Regions from separate parts of the Mus musculus genome. Here region 2 is linked to region 1. A link is a contact called in public HiChIP or PLAC-seq data. All regions are on one chromosome and are shown on one strand. Each heading gives the region's core, a stretch centred on a gene start, on an enhancer-like site or on the middle of the called end of the contact. The rest is flanking DNA. Distances are from core to core; before and after follow the strand shown. Region 1 has its middle 24 kb from the start of Gm35087. Region 2 holds the start of Parp10 (poly (ADP-ribose) polymerase family, member 10).

Region 1 (7,668 bases), core at 1,425-3,924:
AGGTGGAGGTGCTTGCTGCTAAGACTGACAGCCTGAGTTCAATGCCCATGTGGCAGAAGGAGAGAACAGACTCTCACACATAGTTCTCTGATGTGCATGATGTGGGTATGGCCTGTGTACATACATCCACGGGCATACACAAAAATCAATGTTGAGGAAAGATTGGCTTTTTGAGACAGGGTTTCTCTGTGTGTTGCCCTCTCTGTCCTGGAACTCACTCTGTAGACCAAGCTGGCCTCAGATTCACAGAGATCAGCCTGCCTCTGCCTCCCAAGTGCTGAGATTAAAGGCGTGCACTACCATTGCCCAGCTTGAAAAAGAATATTTAATTGACCCAGACCTAGTGGCACAGGCCGATAATTCCAGTTACTTGAGAGTTCCAGGCAAGAAGATCTCAAAGTCAAGTCCTGCCTGGACTATTTAGCAAGACCCTGTCTCAGAAAATGAAAGAAAGATAAGGAAGAACTTACCTGATATGTTCAAGGCCCTGGGTTCAACCTGGAGGTTAAGCTTAGTGAAATTAAATGTATTTGAATTGTCTTTATTGCTTGAACTTTGCTGTGTGTGTGACACAAGTAAATATGAATTAGCTGAATTTGGTCACTAATAGCTTGGCGTTAAGATATTAGAGTTTTGTTGTCTTTTAAGAAAGTTCAGCTGGGTGATGGTGGTGCTTACGTTTAGTTCTAGCACTCAGGAGGCAGGCAGATCTCTGAGTTCAAGGCCAGTCTGGTCATCACAGCTTGTTCCAGGACAGTCAGGGCTACACAAAGAAACTGTCTAGAAAAAAAAAGACGAAACCAAAATCAAAACAACACAACAACAACAAAAAATCAAAACGGATGAGGAGGAGGGGGAGGAGGAAGAAAAGGTGAAGAGGAAGAGGAAGAAGAAAAACGTTCATGGGGATCAGGCGTTGCCAATGCCTTTAATCCCAGCACCTGGTTAGGTGGATCTCTTTGAGTTTTCAGGCCAGCTAATTCTACATAGTGAGATCCAGGACAGCCAGGGCTACATAGTGAGACCCTTTCTTGAAACCCCACCCCCTAAAAAAAAAAGAAAGAAAGAAAAAGAAAAAAGGAAAGAAAGAATACACGAGGCTGGAGATATGGCTCAGTTGGGAGAGGTCTTGCATTCAGGAAGCCCTGGGTTGATCCCAATTAAGGTACCAGCCAGGTGTGGTAGAAGACATCTGTAGTCCTAACACTTGGGCAGTGGAAGCAGAAAAGAAAAGAAAAGAAAAGAAAAGAAAAGAAAAGAAAAGAAAAGAAAAGAAAAGAAAAGAAAAGAAAAGAAAAGAAAAGGAAAGAAAAGGAAAAGAAAGGAAAAGAAGAGAAAGAAGGAAGTTGTTATCTTCAGCTACATAGGGAGTTTGAGACCAGCCTTGGACACATGAGACTTTGCTTGGTAACAATAGCGATAGCACAGCAGCAACAACAAAAGGTAGTGTGATCATGTATATTAAATTGTATATTAAATATACCTTATTTTAATGGGACAGGACATTTTATACATATTTGTATATACTTAGATATCATGATCCCTGAGTTGCTTAGATTACTTCTTTTTTGTTGTTGTTGTTGTTGTTTTTGGTTTTTTGGTTTTTTTGGTTTTTCTGAGACAGGGTTTCTCTGTGTAGCCCTGGCTGTCCTGGAACTCACTTTGTAGACCAGGCTGGCCTCGAACTCAGAAATTCGCCTGCCTCTGCCTCCCGAGTGCTGGGATTAAAGGCGTGCACCACCACACCCGGCTTCAATATTTTGAGAATCCAATGCTAAAAATTGTAGCAAATTAAAGGTTGACTTTCTAATATTTTATTCATTATTATTGTTGTTATTATTAATTATTATTGCACTGGTGTTTTTCCCACATGTGTGTCTGTGTAAGGGTTTTGGATCTCCAGAAATGGATCTCCAGAAACTAGAGTTACAGAGTTGTGAGCTGCCATGTAGGTGCTCGGAATTGAACCCCGGTCTTCTGGGTCCAGGGCTCAGTGATTGCTGAGCCCTCTCTCCAGTCCCAGTCCCCTGACTTTTTTTTTTTAGAATGCAGTAGGTGCGTAGGACGGGGACATTTCTGAAAATGGCATTATTCCCATGGACAGTACCAAGAAAATGTGTATTTGACCTTTGCTAACTATGACACACCATTTGATATTGTTTTGTTCGAAGTGACTTTTTTGTTAGGAGAAAAAAACTAACTGAAGAAACCCCAGAACAAAGCCATATTTGAGAACAGCCCCTGTGAGCTGGCTTTCGTACAGCCATGTCTCCTTTAGAGAAGTCTTACAGACATTCTTCAGATGTGCCCGCACTTGCCACATTCCTGGGCTGTGGGGTAAAGCTGGAATGAACTCCTAGAACCTGTGTAGCCTGGTGGCTTCCAGCAGGTGAGCTGTTCCCACAGGACTGAGCAGAGATTCTGATGAAAGACAGTAGAGCTAAAACCTTTGATCAGAACACAGGATCAGAGCTGAACACTTGAATGCTTGTATGATTTTTTTTTTTTTAAGGGGCACAAAGAGTTTCTAGCTGATTCTGGACTTTGTTGAATGCCTGTGTAAGAAATAGGAAAGTAACCTTTAAAAGAATGAAAGGACAGAGGGCTGTCAAGCCAGGAAGCAGCTAACTGAGCTCAAACAAAGGGGTATTATAAAGCCTTGGTAGGGGAGACAAGCTCCGGGGGAGGGTGGCGTCCCTGACCTGCCAACACTTGTAATTGTTACATCAGACAGATGGGAACTGCCCAGCCCTGCCAGGGTGGGGTACCTTTCTCCTTTCTCTGTTTCCAAGGGTGTTTTATCTGCTGTTTATTTTCCTGGTTCTGTAAAAGCCTCGGGTGACACATTAATATTTCAAACGCGATTGCCAAAAACCCAAAACAAAACAACTAGCCCCAACCTGGGCACATGTGGTGCCTGAAGTTCTGGGGAGCCCCTGGCTGTCTCCCTCATGATCTGACTCCAGGGCTTCTGTATTCTCTGGGCGGTTAGGGAAGGTGATATCCAGTGTTACAGAAAGATGTACTGTGCCCTGGCAAGTGCCCATGGATCAGGTCTGCTGGTGTGCCACCGAGCCCTCTGTCCCCCTCTGAGGCTAACTATGTCCCATGTCCACTGTGGATAGGAGGCAGCTTCCCATGTTTGCTGAGCACCAGCCCAGCCCAACCCTTGGAGGACTGAGCACAGGTGCCACTCCAACCCCGCTTGGCAGGCGAGTTCATGAGGGCTCGCCCTCCTCAGGCTCAGCATGGACAGCATGACCTTGATCTCTCGGTGCCTTGTGGGACCCTGGCTGGCCATCCCACAGCAATGGAAGCTTATCCACAGTCAGCTGCATTTGTAGGCTCCAGGCAGATGGCGTAAAGAACAGCACACCTCGCCGGGCGTGGTAGTGCACGCCTTTAATCCCAGCACTCGGGAGGCAGAGGCAGGCGGATTTCTGAGTTCGAGGCCAGCCTGTCTACAGAGTGAGTTCCAGGACAGCCAGGGTTACACAGAGAAACCCTGTCTCAAAAAAATGAACAGCACACCTCGATAGGAATGGGAGGTATCCGGCTATCCACTCCAGAAGGTTCTGAGGTAGAAGAACCTCTTATCTCCAGCCCCACTCTGTCTCCCTGTCTGACACAGCAGGGTGTCCTGAGGGTCCCCAACTCCTGGGATAAAAGGGACCCAACGTGACTGAGAGAACACCAAATTTAAGATGCGTCTTATTTAAGATAGAGCCTCATTGGAGTGTGAGCCAATTGCTAGATGTTTTGTTTTAAGACAGGGTCTACCTCGCTGTATAGCTCTGGTGTCCTGGAACTCACTATGTAGACTAGGCTGACTTCAAACTCATAGAGATCTGCCTGCCTCTGCATCTGGAGTGTTGGGATGAAAGGTGTGTACGACGTTCAGCCAGTGGCTCGTCTCCGTGGACATCTCCTCAAAGGACAGGGTTTCTTGTTCTTATTCACTCAGAATAAAAGCTTTATCATGTGGAAAAGCACCTGCAAGATGGGACTTGAACATTCCTCAGCCCAGCCTCTTAAATCTATGCATTACAAAGTCAATTGCTCATCTGCAGGAGCTCTTGGAAGTCAACCATCATCTGTAAACTGACATACGGGGCATGGGGGTGGGTGAATCTTTTATCTGTATTTTTTTTTCCTTCTTTCTCTCTGAGAAGGTCTTAGTACACACAAGCTAGCCTTGACCTCATCGTGTAGCCCAAGCTGGCCTTGAACTTGACCCTCCTACTTCAACTCTCTACATGCTGGGGTTACAGGCATTTGTCACTTATATAACCCTGTATAACCCTTCCCTAATGGGGCCTCTAGGTACCCAAATGCTGGGACAGGGACATTTCTGTCTATGAGAACGTAACAGATTGGGAACACCAAGCACACAGTGGACGATTCCCACGCCCCCATCAGAGCCCTGCTTGCTGAATTCACCAGCCTTGATTCTCACACATTCCAGAGCCTGTTAGGAGGAAAGTCTGAATCCTCCAAATGACAAGAGTCAGCAAGATATCCAGGAGGGTGGTGCAGTATCAAGAGAGGGCATTTGCTGTAGGACTGGATGGGGCCACCGTTTAAAGGACTATTAGCCACAGAAGGTCAGAGAAGAATAGATGGGAGTCATTAAGGACCTTAGGCTCGTCTTCCCTTCCCTGGGTTCCTCTTTCAGGTTTGGTCAAAAGATGTTGGGCCCTGGGGCCCTGGGCGACACTGGATGGCCAGGCTGCTGGCTGGGCCCCTGTCTTCACCCTCACATCTCACCAGTTGAGGCCCTGCCTGGCCCTCCTTGAGGACAGGGGTTGCAAGAGACAGATCGGGATATATGCTAAAAGCACTTCAAATTTCTCCCCTGGCCTGACCTTTCTTCTGTCTTGGAGGCCAGCTCAGAGCTGCTCCAGCAAGGACCCCTGGGCTGAGGAGCCGCAGAGCTGCAGAGTCTCAGAGTCGCGGAGTCGCAGAGCCACCTCTGAGATGCACTGTTGTGTCACTGACTTCTCCCTTAGTTGTTTCATGACTTCATGTGTGTATTTTAACAAAGCAGCCAGGCGCTGTTATGAGACGCGTCCAGCAGAGGGTAGCAAAGGCTCTTGTTCCAACAAACTCAAGGGCTCCTGGCTCATGCGTGTTGCCAACAGAAGAAAGAGGGTATTGTGTTGGATCTGAGAGGAGCCACCTCAGCTCTTGCAGGACCAAAGGCCTGGGCAGCCTGACATCATCTCAAACAACCCGTGCCCTTGACACTTGAACACACAGCTGACCAGGGTCTCTGGAGAGACGTCGCTGTCTGGGGACAGCAAACAGCCAGTGAGTGCATCCTGGAACAGACTCTCCTCACACACAAGATTCCATATCGCCAAACACCGTGACCCCAGGCAGAAAAGCTTTAGGAAACTCATTGAATAGGAGTTCTTCTAACTGATAACTTCTCTCTCTTTTTTAAGACAGGGTCTCACTATGGAGAGGAGATGGGCCTCGAACTCACCTACCTCTGCCTCTTGAGTGCTGAGATTAAAGGCTTGTGCCACCATGCCCCTCCCCACCACTACAGACACTCTCTCTTAAAATATTTTTAGATGGATTTGCGTTTCGTGTGTGTGAGTATTTTGCCTGCATGTATGTCTTGTGTATCATGTGTGTTCTGGTATTTGTGGAAGCCAGAGGAGTCCCCTAGAATTGGAGTTACAGATGGGGTGAGCCTCCATATGGATGCCAAGAATCAAGCCTAGGTCTTCTGGAACAGTAAGCCAGTGCTCTTAATCCTGGAGTATTTATTAAAAATAGATCCCGGTTACTGCATATAATATATAAAGGAAAAGAATGTGCATTTTGTTTTATTCAAGTCTCTTTGGGCATGAGGAGGAAGATTGTATGACCAACTGGTCAAAGGAGATGAACAATAGCCCTGGAAACATAGTGGGTGCCTTATAGCCTCAGCCAGTGAACCTACAGGCCTGATTTGCATGTGACCACAAGATTGAGCAGGAAGTAGGAAAACATTGGGAAGAGAAGTCAGCCTACAGTGTAGATGACACTCAAAGCAGGTTTGGTGCCATGATGTTCCAAGATCCTCTCCCACATGACCCCTTAGGGTTGCAACCCGGCCTCTAAAGGATCTGACATTTCCCTATGCCAGCAGGCTCTAACCCTGCTAATGCTGCGACCCTTTAGTGCACTTCCTAATGTTTTGGTGACCCCCCACCCATAAGGTTATCTCACTGCTACTTTATAATGGTGATTTTGCTACTGTTATGACTCCTGATGCCAACACTTGCATCTGCTGATGGTCTTAGGCAACGTCTGTGGAAGGGTTGTTCACCACCGAAGAGGTCACGGCCCCCCATGGGTTGATAGCCTGTGCCTTCTGACATCATCTTCGGAGAATATCTCAAATGAGAGAATGTGTCTAAATCCAAAAGAAAAAAAAAGGAAAGAAAGAAAGAGAGAGAGAGAGAAGGAAAGGAAAGGAAAGGAAAGGAAAGGAAAGGAAAGGAAAGGAAAGGAAAGGAAAGGAAAGGAAAGGAAAGGAAAGGAAAGGAAAGGAAAGGAAAAAAGAGAAGCTTGAACATGAATTGTAAAACTCTAAGGGCGATGCCTCAGAGCTCCCAGCCCCAGCCCCTGACCTGCTCAGCCAAGCACTCCTTTGTTGCCCTCTGGCTATGCAAAGCTATCGCAACAGTGTATCCATTGTTTTTGGAAGGAAACTCGAGGCTTTTTTCCACATGGTCTTAAAAATATTTTATTGATCTGTGGAACTATACAAATAAAATGTCTGTATGGAAATTCTACTAAGATGTGTACTGGGTGGTGCATACATCCCCTAACATTTCAGTGCAAGAGAGCTTGAAGGTCCTCAGTGGCTGGTGCCTGCTTTCAGAGGGTTAATAACTCTGAAGACACCCAAACAAACAAACACACTAACAAACTAACAAACAAACCTGTTAGATGGGGAGAGTGCTTTTCACTTGGCAGAGATAGAGTGGTATTTAGCGACATCGGTACCACATGACGTAAGCAGAACCATCATCCACGCATGCCTCATTCATCCTACTTGGGGTTATACCTCACACGACCAAGACCCTTGTGGTAGTTTGAATAGATATGACCCCCATAGACTTATGTGTTTGAATTCATGGCCCATAGGGAGTGGCACTATTAGGAGATATAGCCTTCTTGGAGGGAGTGTGTCACAGTGGGGGTGGGCTTTGAGGTCTCCTATGCTCAAGCTCTGCCCAGTGTGGAATACAGTCTCCTTCTCTGCCTTTGGATCGAGATATAGAATTCTGGCTCCTCCAGCACCATGTCTGCCTGCACACTGCCATGCTTCCCACCATGATGATAATGGACTAAACCTCTGAAACTAAGCCAGCCCCAATTCAATGTTTTCCTTTATAAGAGTTGCCTTGGTCATGGTGTCTCTTCACAGCAATAAAGCCCTAATTGAGACAACCCTTTCCCTGGCATGAGGTGTAGGGTGGTCACTGGGACTGTGCACTGATGCCCCTGTGTCTCCAGTCACACAACAGAGGGAAGCACTGCCTTGTCCTCTTCTGGTCCACTAGGCTGTGTCACCAGTAATAGCCAGTGAGGTAATGGTATTTAGTGCCAGAGAGTGCTAAGCACTCTTACCCCACCATCAGTCAGGAAGAACCACACTGCTCTAGA
Region 2 (7,668 bases), core at 1,563-4,062, 85 kb before region 1:
ACACGAACCACGACACCCAGACACTTGCTTGCTTTAAGACACAGCATTCACAGCTGGGTGGTAGTGGCACATGCCTTGAGGCAGAGGCGGGTGGATCTCTTGAGTTTGAGGCCAGCCTGATCTACAGAGCGAGTTCCAGGACAGCCAAGCCAGCACTGCATAGTGAGACCCTGTCCTGACAAACAACAACAAAAGCCACAACATTCATTTTATCCACACCTAGTCCAGATCAAGAGACTTAATCGTTTAATTGTCCCATTCTCTCCATACTCTTGTCACTTAACCTCAGATCCTCAAAATAATCTTGTCAGGACATAGAGGGTGAGGCCAACTCCCTGCTTCACTTCTGGGGGGTGGGGCGGGGAGAAGGGAAGGGGAGTGCTTCTTGAGGAAATTTTCCCTTGGGTGGTCTCCTGGTCCTCAGTGTCTTGAGGACATCCGGTTCTCTCCTGGTTCTTGGTGTATGGCCACTCTGAGACCGTATAGTAAGCTTGGGAAAGGGTCCTCTCCTGTATCCATATAGTGCTGCTTAACAGCTGGACCTAGTGTAGATGTGTCCTTGGCCCATAGCTTCTGCACATGTTCCTGGGCTAAACGTGCCCGCCATGCTTACCAACAAAGTCTAGATGTGTTCTGTTGCTGTAAAGAACACCCTGATTTTTAAAAAGCAGCACCGGGGAAGAAGGTTGCATGTGGCTCACGATTCCAGGTCACAGTTCTGGAATTTCTGTCAGGTCAAGGCAAGGACTCGAGGTGCTAGACATTTCACATATACAGCCAAGAACAGGAAACCATGCTGCTTGCTTGCCTGCTCTGGGTTAGCTTTCATGTACAGTCCAGAGACATGGTGCTACACACATTCAGGGTGGATAGCCCACCCTCAGTTAACCAGAAAATCCCTCCTAGACATGCCCACCGACCAAGATGTTTTAGACAATTCCACTCTCAGGCTGTCTTTCCAGATGATCCTAGGTATCAAGTTGATGTTAAAACTAACTAGCAGAGAAGACAGTAAGGGTTTTACATCCAGTTCACAGAAATTCCTGAGGATTTAACAATGGCAGTGACATGAACTGTTCTCTTGCATCTGCGCCTGTGGCAAGCCCTCTAAGTAAAGTACAGTGTGATAGAGGGTGGTTAAGTCCTGTAAGAAGAAAGCATAGAATAGATGAGACAGGCTTTTGTAGAAGCAGACTCTCATATAATTAGTGGGCCCTTTAATAAAAGTAAAACAAGCACAAAGTTGACTATAGGGCCTCAGAAGGAGCTTGGACAACTCAGAGGTCGTTTAAGGTTTTAGCTCCATGTTAAAGATCTCACTAAGGGCTGGGTGAGGGAAATTACGGAGAAGGGATAGCCCCATGTGGCTCTGTGGGGAAGGCTAGGTCATTTGAAGTTAGAGATGGTCCAGGGATACTGGTTTAGGCAAGAGCTGAGACCTGGGAGGTTGGAGCCAAATAAACACCCAGGTGTGTTGTATGAAAAGGGATTAGAGGGATAGGAACTGGGGACAATTAGACTTTAGCTTTCACTGTCATTGGCTCCTGGGATTTGTAGCAGCCGCTGGTCCCCTGTCACCTCTGTGGAGGAGCCACAGTGGGGGTGGCAGAGAAGGAAAAAGGGTAGCATGGTCCTTCAAGAAGTCTTGGAGGCTCTCGATTGTGGGGGAGGTCATGGAGATTCAAGGACTACAGGGTTAGACATATAGACTGGGCAAAACCCCATGATCCTTTGGAAGAACAGCAGAGGTCGAGCTGGCCTGACTGGAAGGTGTGGGTAGAGAGCAGCAGCTCTGGAGATGAAAGAAACAAGCAAGCTATGGGGGCGGACAGGAAAGTGACTTCTCAAGGCACAGCCTCCAATCTGGGCATGCTTGTCCACACCTATATCTCCACCATTCAGGACTGAGAATGACAGAAGAATCCTTTCTAGTTCAAAACCAGTCCGGCCTGCACACTGAGTTTCAGGCAGTCTGGGCTACCGAGTGATACCCGGTATCAATAATAATAATAATAATAATAATAATAATAATAATAATGGCAAAGCTTAGGTGTGAGGCGAGGCCCTCTGGGTCCTGTCTGTGATTCCGGCTCCCCTTCTGTGGAAGGATGAACAGCAGAAAGGCATGTCAGCACAGTGGCTACATCGCGGGCAATGGTGATGAGCAAGGAGCATAGAAAGAAGGACTAGGCAGATGTGGGCTGAAGGGAATCACAAGGGAAAAGCTGTGTTATGATCTGAGCATTAGGCTTTTAAACAGTCACCTTTGTTTGTTTATGCGTGCACCCGCCATGCTGTGGCACACACATGGAAGACAGACAACTTGCAGGAATCAGTTCTCTATCATATGAGACCCAGGGACCAGAAAATTCGTCTCTGGGTTTGAGATTTTGGGGGGCGAAGGGTGGAACTGCTCACCCTTAGCATTTAGAAGCAAGGCTGATTATCCTCTGGGTTTGACGGTTTCTAAGAGCCGGACCCAGCCAGGGGCCAGCCTCTAAGATCAGCGCTGCTCATGTCTGGGACCCAGGGCACAGAAGCCTAGAGATTCTTGGGGTGGGGGGTTGACAGTGTGACTGTATCTCAAGCATCCCATAGGAAGGGTGATTAGCCACAAAGAGAAGCCAAAGAAGAAGAGAAAGTCTAGGAGACATCTGGTCTACCCCACTAGCTAAGAGGCTAGTGGGTGGTTCGGCAGAAAGGTCCTTAGAAGTTCCTTGTGGACTGAGGATTAAGGCTAGAGCAGGAGAGGAAGTTCCTGAACTACTTACAGCCTCTGGCTTAGCTCCTCCCTCTTTCCTGTCCCCAGTCAGTTTCACTTTTGTTTTCCTACCTTAGGCCTTCTGCCTGGGAAGGACAGCAGGCATAACTGACTGGCCTGAGACACTGGCCTGAGACAGCAGGGGTGAGTGTAAATATGGGGTGCTGGGGAGCAGCTGAGAGCGTGGGAGAGAGGACTGGACAGGGGAAGTGAGTGGTCCTCTTCTCCTCCCATGTGTTGCCGCCCAGGACTCTGATGGCAGAGGTGGAGGCAGGGGCAGCCTTGGAGCTCCGGGGACTGCCCCCAGAAATACCAGATGAGCTCATTACTCTGTACTTTGAAAACCACCGTCGCTCGGGTGGAGGACTTCTATTGAGCTGGCAGAGACTTGGCTGTGGGGGTGTCCTCATCTTTCAAGATCCTGCAGGTGAGGAGGTTGAATCAAGAGGTTGCCTGGGTGCCCTGAAGCGTTGCCATCTCTGACACTTTCATCTCTGCTCACAGATGCAAAGAGGGTCTTAGCCCAGGCAGAGCACCGACTACATGGTGTCCGACTGAGCCTGAGGCCAGCCCCACCGCGTGCCCCAGAACGTGTGCTTCTCCAACACCTGCCACCTGGCACTTCACCTCTGAGTCTGGAGCAACATGTTCAGGCCTTGCTGGGTGCTGCAGGACACCCCGTGCAGACTTGCCATGCCCTGGCCAGTCCTCGGCAGGACTGTGCCCTGGTCCAGTTATCCACGCCCCTTTCTGAGGCAGGTAAGAGGCACGTGAGAGGCAGGGCTGGTGGGGGGGGCGGCATAGCTTCTAGTTAAGGAGGGTGCCCGAGTTGATTCATATACTGCCCACAGAGGTCAGTGCCCTGGCAGAACAGGCCCGGAATCTGCCCCTGAATGGAGCCACTGTGTCCTTGGCCTGGGTGCCCCAGACCCGAGCAGTACGTGTGGTGGACAGTGCTTCTCCTGTGGACCTGTTATTGTTGGAGCTCTACCTGGAAAATGAGCGTCGCAGTGGTGGCGGACCCCTGGAGGGTCTGCGCAGCCTGCCTGGGCAGCTAGGCACTGTTATTTCCTTTCAGCAATGGCAGGGTAAGTGGTGTCTGAAATTAGGAGGACCCTTCCTCTACGCTAGAGACTCAGTGTGCTTTCTGTCTTCTCTCTCCCTCCAGTGGCTGAACGGGTGCTGAAGCAGAAACACTGGCTACAGGGCATTGAGTTGAGCCTTGTCCCTCACTATGATGTCTTAGAGCCAGAAGCGCTCGCTGAGGGCGTCAGTGGCAGGGACCATTCAGCTACTCAAGAATCTGGAGTCATTGGTCATGCGCCTACAGGAACTGGAGGACTGGCCGGGGCTCTGACCATGGCTGTGGGCTCTGGGGAGGCACCACAACAATTAGGAACCCTTCTAAGGGCAGGTCCTGTAGGAGCTCCAGGACAAGCCCTGCCAGTTGACTCGGGATCAATTAGGATCCAGGGGAGTATGGGGTCTACAAGCCCAGTCGATCCAGTAGAGAGCTCTACAGAGCTCCCAGAGCAAGTAGGACCCATGGCCTCAGACTCAGTGGGTGTTCAGGAGCAGGAGGGCCTGGGGGAAGTTGCCACAGGGCAAGAGGGGCTAATGGGTCTAGTGGGGACAGCCATGGAGTCTGTAGAGACTGGGCTGGAGAGCCCTGGGTATGGGGAGATGCAGAAGCAAGAGGGCCTGGTGGAAATGGTGATGTCAGTGGAACCAGGAGCTGTGCGCTACCTGCAGCTTTATTATGAGGACCTCCTCGCCAGCCTAGAAGATGTTGCCCTTTTCCCACTTGAAGGAACGGATGTGACTGGCTTTCGGGTGAGTGACCCCCCCTCAGGATCCCCTCAACTTTGCCTCTTCTCTTACTGGGACCCAGGTACCTTTCCTGTGCTCTGAACCCATAAGCTGCCCTCCTTCTGGTCCCGCAGCTGTGTGGAGCCAGGGCCCCCTGCCAGGCAGCCCAAGAGTTGCTTCAGAGTCTGCTGGGCAGCATTAGCTGTCACACGCTGAACATGAAGCACCCGGGCAGTGCCAGGTTCCTGCTGGGTGTGGAGGGGCAGCACCTTCTTCACAGACTGGAGGCTCAGTTCCAGTGTGTCTTCGGGACAGAACATCTGGCCAGCGCCACCCTGGACATAGACCCTGAAAGGGTAAGATGGAGTTCTACCTTTGTCCTTTTTTTTTTTTTCACGTGCCAGACCTAGATGTCTCCTCCTCTGCTGTGACCCTGACATCCTCTTCCCACAGACAGATCCCACTGAGGCCCTCCAAGTCCTCCATGGCCACATTACAGGCATCGATCAGGAGAGCTTGAGACTGGGTAGGACTCCTAGGGAGCCCGAGTACGTCCTGCGGTCTTTTCTTAACAATCCCCTCCCTGCCCTGCCCTGCCCTATCACTTGTTCAGTGACGCCCTTTTGGCCTACCTTGTACCCACGGATATGATCTCCATCTTTTTATATCTATTCCAATTCACCCTATTGTTTATCATCAGCTTCCTGGCTGGGCCCAGCCTTTGACCCAGTGGCCTCCCTTTGTCTTTAGAGGACGTCCGAGAGCTACTGGCTACCCTGGAGAGCCCACATGGAGGGGAGGACAGGGTGCCTCTGGAGATGGAGAAGGAGAAACCTGGAGGACCAGGAGAGACTGTTGTAGAGCAGCAGGAGGAAATCCCCACACTTGAGGCTGAGGAGGAGCCTGTGGCCCTTAGCACCGGGGCACGTGGGCAGTTAGAAGAAGAAGCCACACTTCAACTGGCTATCCACCGGTCCTTGGAGTCTCAAAGCCAGGTGGCAGATCAGCAGGAGGCTAATGCACTAAGGCGAGCCATGGCCCTTTCCCTGTTAGAAGCAGAAGAGGCCCTGGATGAGGACACTGGGGGCGAGGCCCAGCTGGTGGTGCACACATCCTTTGAGCAGGATGTGGATGAATTGAACCAGGCCTTATCCAATGCCTTGGAGGCACACCTTCGGGAGGAGACAGTGAGTCTCCAAGGGCGCATGCTACCCCCGGAGCTGGGGGCTCGTCTGGAAAGGTGTCATGATGTGAGTGCTACCCTCCGTGGCGACCGAGTTGTCCTCCGTGGCTTTGGGGTCCAGCCTGCCCGCGCGGCTCGCCACTTAGCTGCTCTGCTTGTTGACCCCTGGGACCAGAATTTGACCTTTCCTTTGGAGGCTTCAAAACCCAACTGTGAGTCTGTACCTTGGACTTGAGGGTGGTGGGGGTGGAATGGGTTAGCTTTTAAGCTAGTGCTTGAGACATGGCCCCCACTGTCCTTTCTTCCTGTGTGTCAGTGTCTGAGCAGGGGCTGAAGGAACCCTTGGGCAGACTGGAGGCCCTGGAAGAGAATTCCCAGGAGTTCCAAGATGTGGTGCGGGCCTTTTATAGCACCCTGGATGCTGTCCACGGCAGGATCCGCATTGTTCGAGTGAGTTCATGTCCTGTGTTGCTGGCCTTGTGCCTGGTGTACAGAACTCTTCTTTATATTAGTGTTGGTTGACCAAAAGCTGCTTAAAGTGGATCTTCGAAAGTGGATAGAATGGATCTCCATATCCATGCCTGGCTCTAGGGCCGTGGACATGACCGGGGGCATTGAGGGAGTGAAGAAAAGACAAACACAGGGTTGCACAGGATGCTGGGATGAGGTCTGGGCTCTTAGATGGAGAAACTTCAGCACCTCAGAGTTGAGTGTCGTTATCATATGGAGTGGACCAGGAAGTGGGGTTATTGCATGCAGCTGCACAAGGAGGCAGGGTTATTATATACAGATAAACACGGATTTGTGGATTGGGAAGGCAGGTTTAGCAAATCTCTGTTGGGAGTAGTCTTTGGGCAGTAAATATTCTAGCAGAGAAAGCTATGGGGGACATTTTTCTGCACACACCATCAATATCCATAATTGGACAAGAGGAAGGCTTTGCCATGCCTCTGAATGTTTACGGGCAGGAGGCTTTGCAAGGTTCTAGAATCCTTGGCATGGCTCGCTCACGTCAACATACATTTATTCAGGGCTTCGTTCGCTCAGGGTTCCTCTGCTCCCTACAGTGGGTGAGCACCCCTTCTTTGCCCAGAGAACATTTCGAATCTGAGGAAGATAAACAGAAGGATATAGGGATTAGGGATCTGACAGGCCTGTCTGAGTGAGGCTCTCTACTGGGGACTGTAGAACTGTCTGTGCCACAGTTGGTGCCATCTGGTGGCCAATGTGAGGATTACTCTTCTTGTTCTTGTGTGTATGGCGGGTGGAGGAGGGGCTTTCTGTTTCCAACCCAGGCCAGTTCTGGCAAAGGGCTAGCCCCACCTTCTCTCCTTGTAAATAAAATAATACCCGTGTGTGTGTGTGTGTGTGTGTGTGTGTGTGTGTGTGTGTGTGTGTGTGTGTGTGTGTGTGTGTGTGTGTGTGTGGTATGTAGCTAAGGGAGAAAAATATGCATACATATATGTATTGTATATATTCATAGTGGCTACTCCTCCTGTATTCTTGCTAAATTTGGCAACGATGAACATGGACAAGAAACAAGCTAGTACCAAGGAGTGGGGAGCCTTAGGACGCCCTCCCCAGCATTCCAGGCAGGTGAGAAAAGAAGAGCAGAGGCAGGTAGATCTGTGAGTTTGAGGCTAGCCTGGTCTGCATAGTGAATTCCAGTCCAGCCAGAGTTATATAGTGAGATTCTGTCTCAAAATACACAATTAAATAAATAATAAATAAATGACTGGGAAGAAGAGAGAGACTGTCAGGCTAGTCTGCTACCTGTGACAAGGGAACAAAGAGCATGCAGGGAGTGACCACAGAGACATCCCTGGAAGGATGTGGACAGTCAGGTAGAAGAGAAAACATGATGGCCGACAGCCTTTTCACCCAGAAGACTGGTTGCACTCATAGATGAGGCTAA

Evidence for each region. HiChIP or PLAC-seq counts read pairs in DNA pulled down with a chosen protein or histone mark.
Region 2: an H3K27ac HiChIP or PLAC-seq map of embryonic stem cells shows a contact between it and region 1, with 6 read pairs. The contact joins the promoter of Parp10 here to the enhancer-like site in region 1. A contact is called at or near these places in 5 of 39 promoter capture datasets (the 3T3-L1 cell line, the SN4741 cell line, liver and 2 more), 2 of 484 Hi-C or Micro-C datasets (the N1E-115 cell line and Sertoli cells), 3 of 115 datasets of contacts at active chromatin or transcription factors (embryonic stem cells and pancreatic cancer cells) and 2 of 9 other capture datasets (adipose tissue and pancreatic islet).

What each region holds. Positions count from the first base shown.
Region 1 is chr15:76,153,532-76,161,199 of GRCm38.p6, reverse strand. No RefSeq gene overlaps it. Among named protein-coding and RNA genes, the nearest start is that of Gm35087, 24 kb to the right of the region's middle. Within about 2 kb of position 2,674, at least 61 of the 459 cell types and tissues checked have an H3K27ac peak or open chromatin away from gene starts, as enhancers often do. A contact at or near this core is called in the N1E-115 cell line, Sertoli cells, embryonic stem cells and 1 more, where this site is marked.
Region 2 is chr15:76,238,584-76,246,251 of GRCm38.p6, reverse strand. Parp10 (poly (ADP-ribose) polymerase family, member 10) reads left to right here and starts at 2,812. Exons shown (of 11, transcript NM_001163575.1): 1 at 2,812-2,905; 2 at 3,010-3,188; 3 at 3,266-3,520; 4 at 3,613-3,849; 5 at 3,930-4,594; 6 at 4,705-4,926; 7 at 5,024-5,096; 8 at 5,321-5,965; 9 at 6,070-6,203. The coding sequence starts at 3,017.